Linked DNA regions of Sus scrofa: region 1 is linked to region 2. The links are chromatin contacts, called in public Hi-C maps. All regions are on one chromosome and are shown on one strand. The core of a region is the stretch at or near the end of the contact, and the rest is flanking DNA. Distances in the headings are between cores, read along the strand shown.

Evidence for each region. A called contact is a pair of places that touch in the nucleus more often than the background predicts.
Region 1: a Hi-C map of undifferentiated spermatogonia shows a contact between it and region 2, with 2.1 times the contacts expected there. The contact joins the enhancer-like site here to the promoter of GAMT in region 2. A contact is called at or near these places in 5 of 5 promoter capture datasets (fetal liver, fetal skeletal muscle, liver and 1 more), 20 of 47 Hi-C or Micro-C datasets (blood, brain, embryonic fibroblasts and 12 more) and 1 of 2 datasets of contacts at active chromatin or transcription factors (skeletal muscle).

What each region holds. Positions count from the first base shown.
Region 1 is chr2:77,156,586-77,162,704 of Sscrofa11.1, forward strand. No RefSeq gene overlaps it. Among named protein-coding and RNA genes, the nearest start is that of EFNA2, 20 kb to the right of the region's middle. Within about 2 kb of position 3,781, at least 3 of the 83 cell types and tissues checked have an H3K27ac peak or open chromatin away from gene starts, as enhancers often do. A contact at or near this core is called in undifferentiated spermatogonia, where this site is marked.
Region 2 is chr2:77,072,937-77,078,957 of Sscrofa11.1, forward strand. GAMT (guanidinoacetate N-methyltransferase) reads left to right here and starts at 3,630. Exons shown (of 7, transcript XM_005661394.3): 1 at 3,630-3,888; 2 at 4,833-5,032; 3 at 5,211-5,274; 4 at 5,583-5,650; 5 at 5,761-5,940. The coding sequence starts at 3,708.

The DNA of each region.
Region 1 (6,119 bases), core at 2,531-5,030, 84 kb after region 2:
GCCTGACTGACGGCCAGACCAGTGGGGGGGCGCCTGGAGCCCCCCAACACGCCCCCCCCAGGGCTGGGAACAGCATCAAGCCGTCGCTGATGACGACAGGGGGAAACCAAGTCACAGGGAGGCACTCGCAACCTCTCATATCACACAGCAAGACCCAGCAGCCCACAAAGGCCCCAGACCCAAGGCCGGCCCCACCAGGCCTTCCCTACCCCGGCCGACCGCGCAGCCTCACCTGTGAGCTGGAGGAATTGGGGGGCCACCATGGTCCAGCTGAGTCATGGGAATCACTCGCCTCCTGTTCATTCCCCAGCACCTGTGCGGCAGGGACACGCAGGTGGCTGGATGGGAGCCAGGCCAGGGGCCCGGGGAAGACCGGGTAGAAACGGCTGTCTGCCATGTGCTTCGGTCTCTCTGGCTTGGGTACTGGCTCTGCAGGTCATGCCTCCTCCTTCCTACGTGGGTCCTGGAAGGGTTTCTGCCAGAGGGGACGGGTCCTGGGAGGAAGAAGAGCTGGACCAAAGGCCCAGTGGCAGGACGCTTAGCAGACTCTAGACTGTGAGGGTCCAGTGGGGTCTGCGGGAGTGTCGGGGCCAAGCTGGGGAAACTGACCTCAGAGGGTGGTCCCCCTTGGGAGTCAATGCTCCACAATGATGCTGGGAGGAAGACTGGGGCCCCCAGTGCTAAAACGCCAAGAGCCTCCTCCCACCACGGCCGTGGGCCTCCTGGGCTCCAGCCTTTACTCCCTTCACCTGGAGTGCCCTCCCCACTGACTCCTCTCCTTCTCCTGGGAACTGGAACTGCTCACGCAGGTGGCATTTTATCTCCCACCAAACCCCAGGCCCGGGCCCGTGCTCCCTCCTTCTTGGTTACCCTTTGGCCTCAGCACTAGGCTTGGCAAACAGTAGGTGCTCAATAAAGACATTCCGAAACTACAAAGGAATAGGAGCTGCTTAAAAAGGCCTTGGTTCCAGGCACCCTGGTCATGACCCTGGGATCCTGCTCCTCCACTGAGGGTCCTGGGTGCTCTGACCAGGGCAAAGACCTTGTCCCTCGTACACTTGTCCCCTCTGTTTGAGATCCGTGGAGGCTGCCTCCCCTCGGTGGGAATGCGCAGGAGCGACAGAGAGCGGTGGCCCGTGCTTAGGATGGGTCCACTTGAGGGGGGGGTGCCCTGGGAGGGCTCCTTTCACTCTGTGTTCGGGCCTGTCTGGGCCTCAGTTTCCCTCGCTGGGAATGGGTGCCCTCTCCTGCAGAAGATCTTGTTCCCTCCGCCCGTCCCCTGGGGACTGCTCCCCCCAGCCCTCCGGAGGCTTCGCTCTGCTAATCCACCAGCCAGCCTGAGCCTCGGTTTCCCCTCCCAGCGGCCTAATCCTGGGATTGTCGGAGGCCGGTTTTACATACATTTAGAGGCTTTTCATAATAGATTTACTGGGCCCCAGAACGGCCCTTGCTGGGTGATTAGCTGCTCCTTAATTGAAAACTCCCTTCCCCCCTCTCCTTACTGCCCCTCTGAGCAGAACTCAGGCAGAGGGATGAGGACAGGGAGCACCCCACAGCTCTGTGGGCCCCCTGGGGGCCTCCCTGTGTGCTCACATAGGGTCCCCCTGGCTCTAACTTGACAAGGGTGGGGATAAGAGCACAGGACTTCACGAGGAAGTTCTGCTGCAGCTCCTGCCCTTGGGGGCCGAGCCAGGATTCAAACCTTTTCTGTCCCAGCCCTGCACCCAGCGCTACCACGGCCTGGGGTGGGGTCTCCCCAGTGTGATGGCTCCTGCCTGATTCACCAGGGCGCCCAACCGAGGAGTTGGTGTCAATCACACCTGGACCTGGACTAGGCACCCACCCTGGGGCTCAGATTTCAGGTCTCGGACCCAGATCTCACTCCCTGACCCCCTAAGATCCCCTGACTCTTCCCCTCCAATCCCCGTCCCTGGGAGCTCCAGGGGTGCAGAAATGTTCACCAGTAGAATAGGGGACACTCAGGGGCAAGAGCTAGTGACACATCCCCACTCCCAACCCTCAGCCATTGCTGCCAGGTCCCCAGCCGGGCGACTTAATTCCGCCTGTCACCAGGATGTGATCCGGGTTATTTATCTGGTGTATATATGTATTTTAATTTAAAGATCTGCCAGCCAGCACGGCTGACTCCTGCAGTGCCCCCGCTGCCCCCCTCATCTGAGAGAGGCTGTTCCCCACCACCTCTCCACACCCAGGGCCTTCCCGGAGGAATGAACACTGGAGAAGGAGGCCAGTGCCTCCAGCCTTGGCCTGCTGGTGAACAAGAGCACTTGATTTGGAGTCCAGGCGCAAAACACCCTCATTAAGTCATTCAACAAACATTTGATGAGGGTGACTGATGTTGTGACAGAGGCTGGGGCTGTGGGGGTAGGGACCAAAGGTCCTGCCCTTATGGGTCCCACCATTCAGGTCATTAGGAACTCCCTGGCTGAGCCCTCATCGTGGGTACATACCATAAGTCCATTTCCCAGATGAGCAAACTGAGGCTCTGAGAACAGTGGTGACTCCTCCGTGAGGGGTGGCAGAGGTTATGCTGGAACCTGGGTCTGTCAGATTCCTACAGCTGTGCCCTCAGCCAGGACAGCAACTAACCTCTATGTGCCTCAGTTTCCCTTCCTGGCCACAGGGCATCTAGGATGGCAGCCTGGGCTGGGCATGATGAATGATGTTAATAAAGGCCCCCTCGTGTGCAGGGACAGGGCAGGGCTGCTTCATTAACACTCCGGCCCAGAGGGGAGCACAATATTGCAAACCATAACTCTGGCACACCAGGCAGGGGGCAGAGAGGCAAGCATGGAGGGGGCCGTAAACTGTCCCCAGCCAGGGGCGGGCATTGCTGAGCGGGTCCCCAGAGGGAGGGCCCTTTCAAGGTGCCCCCCACAGGAGGGTAATAGCAGGCTCTAATCTTTGCCCTTTAAGGAGACCTTGCAAGGACCGGCCAGCCAAGGTGCCAACCCACTCCTGTGGCCCTGCCCAGAATAAAGAGTCCTGGCTGGCCTGTGCCACCAGCCTGGCTGCTGGAGCTGGAGTCCCGGTGGTCAGGCTGCCTCCCTCCCTATCCGCCCCAAGGCAATGGGGCAGCTCTGGCCTGACCCCTGGGTCCAACCTCTCCTCTAGGCTTAGCTTCTCACCTGTAAAATGGATCTCAGCTGGATCTCTTCTGCTCCAATAGGGGTAAACTGAGGCCCAGAAAGGAAAACACCTCCCCCTTCGGGAGTGGGGGTCCCAGTGGAGAGAGACTGAGTGGAGGTGGGGCCCTGGATCCTGCTGCACATTACAATGTTGGGGAAACTGAGTCTGGGGGAAGGAGGCGGCCTAGCCAAAGCTGTTAAACTGGACCTGACCCCCAACCCCCAGAGACTGGAGCTCACACCCCCTCTTTGCAAATGGGGAAACTGAGGCCCAGAGCGCGGAGCCCGGGGCGGGGGGTGGGGGGTGGGGGGAACCCTACCTAGGCCAAGGTGCTCTGGGGTGCAAGGGAGGGAGCCGGGCGGTGGGCCCGGTGGGCGGGGCTTCAGAGGAGTGATGGGGTGCCCGGCAGGGGAAGCGGCGCGGATCTGGGACCTCAGGTTCCGCGGAGTGAGGTGGGGGCCACCACGCTCCCCAGATGCGCCACCTAGCTCAGGGCCAAGGCCTTCTCGGGTGGGGGCTCCCTCAGCCTCGGCCTCCGCAGGCCTTCCCCCGCCGGCCTTCCCCCGCCTTCCGCCGGTCCCAGCGGCGGCCACAGGAGGCTTTTAAGCACTTAGAGGCGCAAACGTCACGTGCGGTTAGCGGCTGGCTCTTCAGCCCGCCCCCGCCCGAGGCTCCCGGGCCGACCACCCCCTCTCGCCTCTTCTTCCTCCCCCAGGCCACCGTCGGGGCTGGGACACCGCGCCTGACACCTGCCTCCGTTTCCTTCTCTTCAACAGGGACGCCCGGGAAGGGTCCGTGGATCCTGCAGACAAATCATGGAAGCCTTGAGGGAGGGAGAGAGGCTCGGTGGGTGGGTGGGTGGGGGCTCCTGGAGGCCACAGACAATAACTCCTTACTTCTCTCTGCCTCTCCGCCCTCCCCGCTCCTTTGGGGGCAGGAGCAAAGGGGAGCAGGTGGGATCCTGGAGGATTTTCCCACCCCCAGGGGGCTGCACTGTGGGGTCCTGGCCCAGGGAGTGGAACCCTGGCCCAGGGAGCGAGGCCTCACATCCTGGTGGGAGAACCTGTTTCCTGGAGGACAGGAGTGAAAGGGGGGGCCCTCCACCCAGGCCCCCACCCCTTCCTGCTGTTGGGGGGGGACCCAGGTCTCTTCTATCCCTGGCTGCCCAAGGCCCAGCCCAGGTCCAACCCCTGACTCCATGGAGGCCTGGGGCTCAGCCCAGATTCACCTCATGGACCTTCGAGGCCTGGTGAGGCCTCAGTTTCTCCACCTGCACGAGGGAGGGGGTCTCCTCCACCCCTCAGTGCCCCCCTTCCCCAGGGACTGCCTTGTCCATTAGGGCCCATCGATCGCCTCTGGGCCTCAGCCTCCATTTCCGGATCAATGGGGCGGGTCAGGGGCTGTGCGGTGGACCACCCCCTGGGAGAGTATCTCTCTCTCTCTGCCTCGGATGGAGGGGTCTCCCCCCCACAACACACATCCCTGCTTTGACCACGGAGCGGGCAGCCCTAGTTCCTGGCGCCCATAAGTGATTCCATAGCATGGAAAGGCTGGATGGGTGGGGTTTCTGCTCCATCAGGAGACAGTGCAGAGGAAGCACAGAAGAATCAGGGGCCTCCTGGACGCCTCCCTGGGGGGAAGCCAGGGTCCTCAGCTCCGCAGGCCTCCACCCAGAGTCCACTCCTCCCCAGCCACCAGTCCTGCCCTGAAGCCTCCTGTGGGTCCCCTTGCCCTCCCTCCCTCGCAGCCTCCAGAAAGATGGGGCAGAGACTTGCCCATCAGTCTGACTCCGTCCTGACATCTGCCCCATGCCCGCCCGGTGTTTGTGGTCTCTCCTTCTCCCTGGTCCACACCCAGCCCCAGGCCTAATGACCATCACCTGTACCATTATGTGGCCAGCAGCTCCCGAGGGGAAACTGAGGGTGAGAGGGGCTCCTGGTCCCTCCCCTGGCCCTCTCAGCCCCACCAGCCCGACTGCAGCCACTTAATTTCCGGCTTGTGTGTCATCTCTCAGTGATTTATGGCTCCTCAGGGGCTCCCAGGCTGTGAACTCACTTTTTATTTGTCGATCAGTGGCTGCCTGGCCACCTGCAACCTGGACCAGTGTCCCCAGTACCCTAGCCTCCTCTCGTGACTCATAAGCTCCTCAACTATGGGGCCCTGGAGGATACAGGGGCAGGCCCCACAGTCCTCATCCCAAGGCCACAGTATTGACTGAACACAGAAGGTACTCGCTAAATGCTGCCTGGGGGCGCTGACATGAGCACAGGAAACACAAGGGGTGGGGTGAGGTGGGAGGTCTCAGAGGGAGCAGGTGTTAGGAGGGAGGAGCAAGTGGGGGTTCTGAACAGGACATGAGCCCCAGAGGCCCTAAGACTGTGGCCTTGAGCACTGCGGCTATGGTCAAGGGAATTGCTCGGACCCCTGAAAGCCAGGGCAGTCGCCATCAGTTCAGAGGCAGGTATGAGCCCCTTTGTCACAGCCATGGGGGTGGGGGTGGGGGCGTGCAGGGACCAAGGGTGAGCAGCAGGGCTTCTCAGAGCCATAGACTAGATGGGGTCCCCAGGACACAGGGCAGGGGCTGCAGGGTGCCCTCATGTGACCGTGGGTATATTGACCCCTCCCCAAAACCAAGTTGGCCACGAACCTGAGGGGTGCCGGCTCCACTGGAGAGCAATCATCAGGACGTGGGAGGGACCTCGAGACTCCCCCCTCCTCACCTCTCCGACCCCCTGCCCACGCCGGGGCACTGGGGCAGCAGTAACCGGCTCAGGAGTGAAATCACTTCCCTCAGGAGGCTCAGGTTCATACGGCAGCCGCATACCAATAGCTGCCCTGGGGACACCCTGCTGCGCAAGGTGCAGCCTCAGGAATGAGTGGCCACTCAGCACAGTGAGGAGTGGCCAGCGATGGACAAGGTAGTTCCTGAGAAACCCAGGCTCCAAATGCAATTCATCTGTCATTACTGG
Region 2 (6,021 bases), core at 2,380-4,879:
ATCCTCTGTCTCCAGGACCTTCTCATCTTCCCAAACTCTGTCCCTATGAAACACCAACTCCTCCTCCTCCTCCTCCTCCAGCCCCTGGCCCCACCATCTACTTCCTGTCTCTGTGAATATGACTCCTCTAAAGGCCTGATGTTATCGCAGTCATACCATATTTGTCCTTCTGTGTCTCTTCTCAAAGTCTATCCACGTGGTAGCAGGTGTCAGTGCTTCTCTCCTTTTTGTGGCTGCATAATATTCCAGTATGTGGAGGAACCACACTGCATCTACCCATTACCCATTGATAGACACTTGGGTTGTTCCTACCTTTTAGCCATTATGCATAATGCTACTACAAACATGGAGGGGCATTTGATTCCCTTTAATTTAAAATTTTAATTACACCGTGTTCCTGGTGGATCAGCAGGTTAAGGATCCAACGTTGTCACTGTTTTGGCTCTGGTTACTGTTGTGGCATGCATTTGATCTGTGGACTGGGAACTTCTGCATGTCTCAGGCACCACCAAAAACAATTGTAATTACGTATAACACTGTCTACACAGAAAACATATGGCCATATGGACATAAAGCAGATACCTGGCCATGAGGCAAGGGGGCCTTGTTCTGTCACAACTGCCACATGACTTGTCATTAAGTCATGTACTTACTCTTGTCCATCCCCCCAATAGGCTGTAAGCACATAGTGGGTTCCGGTGACTGCTCCCCCCACCTTGTGGTGAGGAATTCAATAGGGCTGAATAAATGGGTGACCTTCATGTTCTCTGAAGGAGCAGTGGGTTTCTCTGTAACAGGGGTTGGCAAGCTTTCTGCTCAGGGCCACACAGTAAATATTTTTGGCTTTCCTGGCCATCAGGTCTCTGTAGCAATGACTCTGTGTTGTTGGAGCCAGAAAGCACCAGAATCCATTGTAAACAAGCGGTCGTGACTAGAAACTATTTACAGACACAGCAATGTGACTGTCATATAACCTTCATGTGTCTCCAAAAAGTCTCTTGATTTTCTCCAACCATTAAAAAAAAAGGAAAAAAACATAGGAGTTCCCTCTGCGGCTCAGCAGTTAATGAACCCAACTAGGATCCATGAGGTTGGAGGTTCGATCCCTGGCCTCACTCAGAGGGTTACGGATCCAGCATTGCCATGAGCTCTGGTGTAGGTTGCACACATGGCTCAGATCTGGCATTGCTGTGGCTGTGGTGTAGGCCAGCAGCTGTTGCTCCAATTCGACCCCTAGCCTGGGCACCTCCATATGCCACGGGTATGCCCCTAAAATAGCAAAAAATAAATAAAATAAAAAATAAAAAACATTCCTGGTTCATAGGCTGTACCAAAAACACAAAAAGGGGGGTGCGACCTCCAGGCCAGAGTTTGCCAACTCTGTAACATTGGAAGGTTTTGATCAAATATGTCACCTTTCTAATCAGAACAAAAAGATTTTCTTTCCTTTTAAAAATCTTTGAAGACTGTGGTTTGAAGTCAGACATACGCCTGTTCCCATCCCTTCTGCCTCTGATGGGCTGTGGGTCCTTGAGAAAGCCGCCTCTCTCTGAGTCCGGGTCTGGGAAGTGCAGATAACAACAGCGTACTTTAGAGTCTCGCAGGAAGAGTGGACGCGAGGAATGAAGAGTCATCTGTTCACAGACATCAGCAGGGCAAAAGTGGTCAGACCTTTTAGAGAAGAGAACTCTGAAGCTGGAACAGAGAGCCCTTGGCTGAGTCACCAGGCAGATTGCATGATTCCTTCAGCCACTTTTAGGGATGGAGTCCAGGTTGCATGTAGGTGACCACTGGGAGGTGGCAGCTTGACCAGACCCCAGAGGTTCCTTATCTTCTGGGTACCAATGCTGCAGGAGAGTCTTCTTCTTAGTGTCTGTGTGGGCGGCAGCCTCCAAGAGTGGCCCTACTTCTTGGTATCCATGGCCTCCTGCCATCCCTAACCCTGTGTACCTGGCTTCTAATCCACAGGCCTTGCTAGAGCAAACTGTCACTATGGAGAGGCCCACGTGGCGAGGAACTGAATGCAGCCAACAGCCATGAGTGAGCCTGGAAGGGGCCTCCTCCCCAGCTGACCCTTCAGATGAGCCCTCAGCCCTGGCTGGCACCTCAACTGCAGTGTTGCCAGAGGTTGTGAAGCAGAGACCCAGCTACACTCCACCTGGATTCCTGACCCACAGAAACTGAGAGGTTGTTTTCAGCAGCTACATGCGGGGCAATCTGTTACACAGCTATAGCTACACACACAACCTGCCTTCTCCTATCTCAGGCCAGACATTCCAGGGCATCACTTGAGTTGGGTGCCCAAGGATACTGGCATCATGCTTACAGACCCCTACCACAGTGCCCAGGACGGCTGGTGGTGGTAAGGAAGCCAGGCAACATGAACTCACATGAGGCAAAAAGCAGCATGAGCCCAGCCCCAGTGCCTGGTGGCCTCTGTCATCCTGCCTCCTCCTGTGGTCTCCTGGAGTCAAGTGGGTCACATCCAGACCATATTAGACCCAATGTGTGTTCAGGATTTATCAAGAATTTTCCGTGTGCCAAGCTCATCCAACAGATAATACAGCCATGAAGAAAAACCTTCAGTTAGTGAAATACCAAGGAGAGGTATTCGGAGATAAACCAGCCTCAAACAGGCCATGTCCAGCCTGAGGAGACCTGGAGTGGGTTGGAGCATTAAGTGGAAAGAGAAGGCAACCAGGCCAGAAGAGAGGAGAACCGTCCAGGTAGAGGGAAGAGTGTGTCTTCCTGGTGGCAGGAAGACACAGAAGCTCTGCAGGGGGGAGGGGAGGAGTCTGGAGTAGCCATCCAGAGGTGGGCATAGAGGGGCAGGGTTGCCTCAGGGCAAACTCTGTGACCTCAGCCTCTAGGGCCTCAGTTTCCCCATGTGTTCCTGGGGCTGTGCAAAGCACTTGGCAGGGATGGTGTTCTGGGCTCACAGCTGGGTGTCTGTGCAGACAGATGGGAAAGAAGTCACATTTCAGAGCCTGGAGCCAACCCAACTTGGCTTGGGGGCCAGTCACAGGGGTGGCAGGCAAAGGACACAGCTGACCCCCAGGGGCTGACCCTCCAGCTGCGCAGGCAGGCTCGAGAGGGCTGGGATGGTCGTTTCATTTCCAGCCCTGGGGTCCTCTGGGGTCTCAGGCCACCTGGGGGAGTAAAAGGGGAGAGGCAGGTCCGCCTAGTGATCAGGGTGGGGGTCGTCGAGGTTTATCCTGGGTTTCCACACTCTGCGGTCATGGCCATGAGGTTGTCAGCTTTGCTTCTGGAGCCTAGTTTCCCCGCCTGTAAAACGAAGAGGCTTAAAAGAACCCGCCTCAGCACCTCTGAGGGTTAAATGATTTTAAATACCTAAAGCACTTGGACGATCGTCAGATCCATAGGCTCCGGCAGCGAGGAGGAGGCTGTTTTCGCGGTGGTGAGTGATGAAGACACCGAGGCAGCAGAGAGACAGGGTGCGGACCTTGAGGGTGGTGCCATTTCCCTCACCAGGCGCCAGAGGCTCGGCGAGGAGGGGGCGTCGCGGGCGTCGGGGATCCACCGCGGGCCGCCTTCCACGCCGCGGCCGCTAGGGGCCGCTCTGGGCGCCCCGCAGTCGGCTCGCGGCCCGCCCCGCCCCGCCCCGCCCCGCCCCCAGCCCAGAAGGCCCTGCAGGGACACAGCCCTGCGCGTTCGGAGCTCCAGTGGCGAGCGGTCCAGCAGGGAGCATGAGCGCCCCTTCCGCGACCCCCATCTTCGCGCCGGGCGAGAACTGCAGCCCCGCATGGCGAGCTGCGCCCGCGGCCTACGACGCGTCGGACACGCACCTGCAGATCCTGGGCAAGCCGGTGATGGAGCGCTGGGAGACCCCCTACATGCACGCGCTGGCGGCCGTCGCTGCCTCCAAAGGTAGCCCTCGCGGGGCGGGCGAGCCGGGGCCGCTCGGACCCGACGCCAACCTGCTCTCGGGCGACGCACATAGGAGCCTCTATGTGCCTCTTTTCTCGCCTGGAAAATGGGGCTCCTCGCGGGGGGCAACAGGGGAGTCCCGGGTCTCTCTAGGCTCCCCGAGTCCAGAGAACGTCCTGTCCTGGGGCAGTGACGCCCCGACCCCGGTATGGAAACGGTCTGGGTCGGGGGATGGATCCTCAGATGCGGAAGTCAGCTGCCCACCCCCCGCGCGAGGTCGGAGACGGGGGTGGCGACCTGGCGAGGTGCTACCCAGGTTCACGTGGGGAATGCTCTGGCCCAGGAGTCGCGGGAAGCCGGGCACCGGCTAAGAATAGCTCGGGGAAAGCTGAGGCCGGGAGTCAGCTGTCAGGGGTCGTCCTGCACTGGGTGTCTGAGCTCACAGGGTGCTGAGGACTCCCCAGGTAGCCCGGAGGCCAGGAGTGCCACCTCTGGGCCTCTGCGTTTCCATCTGGCAAATGGGCACAACCGGAGTCCCGGCTTGGGGAGGGCGTTCCTCTCCGCCTCTGCCTTTTACCCAATGAGGATCAACCCCTGCCCCCTCCTGTTCCACAGCCAGGCCTTGAATCTTGGTACTCCCTTGCCCAAACTCTGTTAACTTCATTGTTGAGGAGGGGTGGGAAGTGCCCACATCGAAGATAAGCGCCGTCAGTGCAAACAGCATGGGCTGGGGCTCAAAGTCCAGGGTCTGACCCCACCCCCCACTCCCCACCGGCCTGCCCCAAAGCCCAGTCTGTGGCTTCCCTGGCAGGCCACCCTGAACACTGTTCCCTCTCAGGGCTGCTGTGTTCTATCCCACCCCCCACCTCTGCTATGCTGTGTCGTCTAGTCTTTGAGGCAAATGTTTCTCTGCCAAAGCCCTGCCCTTATGCCCTCTCCTCCAGGCAGCCTCCCCAATTCCGGGAGGCGTGTAATGCCTGGGTTCTTTGTCTGCCCAGGGGGCCGGGTCCTGGAGGTGGGGTTTGGCATGGCCATCGCAGCCACTAAGGTGCAGGAGGGTGCCATCGACGAGCACTGGATCATCGAGTGCAATGACGGCGTCTTCCAGCGGCTCCAGGACTGGGCCCAGCAGCAGCCACACAAGGTGCCCACCTGTGCCCTGCTCTGCCCCCAGAGAAGGTTGGGGACCTGGAGCAGCCACAGTCATAGGGGAGGTGGTCTTTTCTCTTGGGGGTCTCTCTGCCCCCTCCCTCACAACAGGTGGGGAAATCCTGGGCTCCTCTGACCCTCAGCATTCTCTCTCTTTCCTCCCCTGCCCCAAGGTGGTTCCCTTGAAAGGCCTGTGGGAGGAGGTGGCGCCCACCCTGCCAGACAGTCACTTCGATGGTGAGGGGGCTCTGGGAGCTGGGTGGGGGCACAGAGCTCTGCCTGGATTTCCACCGCCAGCCCCTCCTCTGCTTGCTTCTGAAGCCCCAGTGCCTTGATGCATCACTGGGGAGGCAGAGCCTAGGGGGCAGGTTCAGACACACACACAATGGCCTGGTACTTGGGTGTGTGGACACTTCAAGGAATGGCCAAATGCGACTAGTAGAGGTGGCTGCAGCACAGTAAACCCTAGGGTCGCTGGCCACCTCCACTCTTCTGAGGAGGCTGCCACCTGGCCCTGACCACAGGGTTTCTGTCATCTTGAGCAGGAATCCTGTATGACACGTACCCGCTGTCTGAGGAGACCTGGCACACACACCAGTTCAACTTCATCAGGGTAGGACCACTTGCGGTGAGACGGGAGTCCGCCCGCCAGCCCCAGGGTCGGGGGTCGGCCCAGGGGGGCACCTTTCCTGCTGGTTCAAGAGAACCTGCTGTTCTCTTGAGTCCAAGGACAGAAGGCCCTGTGAGAATGCCTCTGCCCACACCTCCCTCCTGACCACTGCCCCCTCCCAGGAACATGCTTTCCGCCTGCTGAAGCCAGGGGGCGTCCTCACCTACTGCAACCTCACCTCCTGGGGCGAGCTGATGAAGTCCAAGTACTCGGACATCACCACCATGTTCCAGGTGCTGTGGACTGGGCCTGGGTGCTCCCTGCGGGTCCCTGCCCTGTCCCACCCATTTAAGGCAGCGATTTTGGGTGGGGAG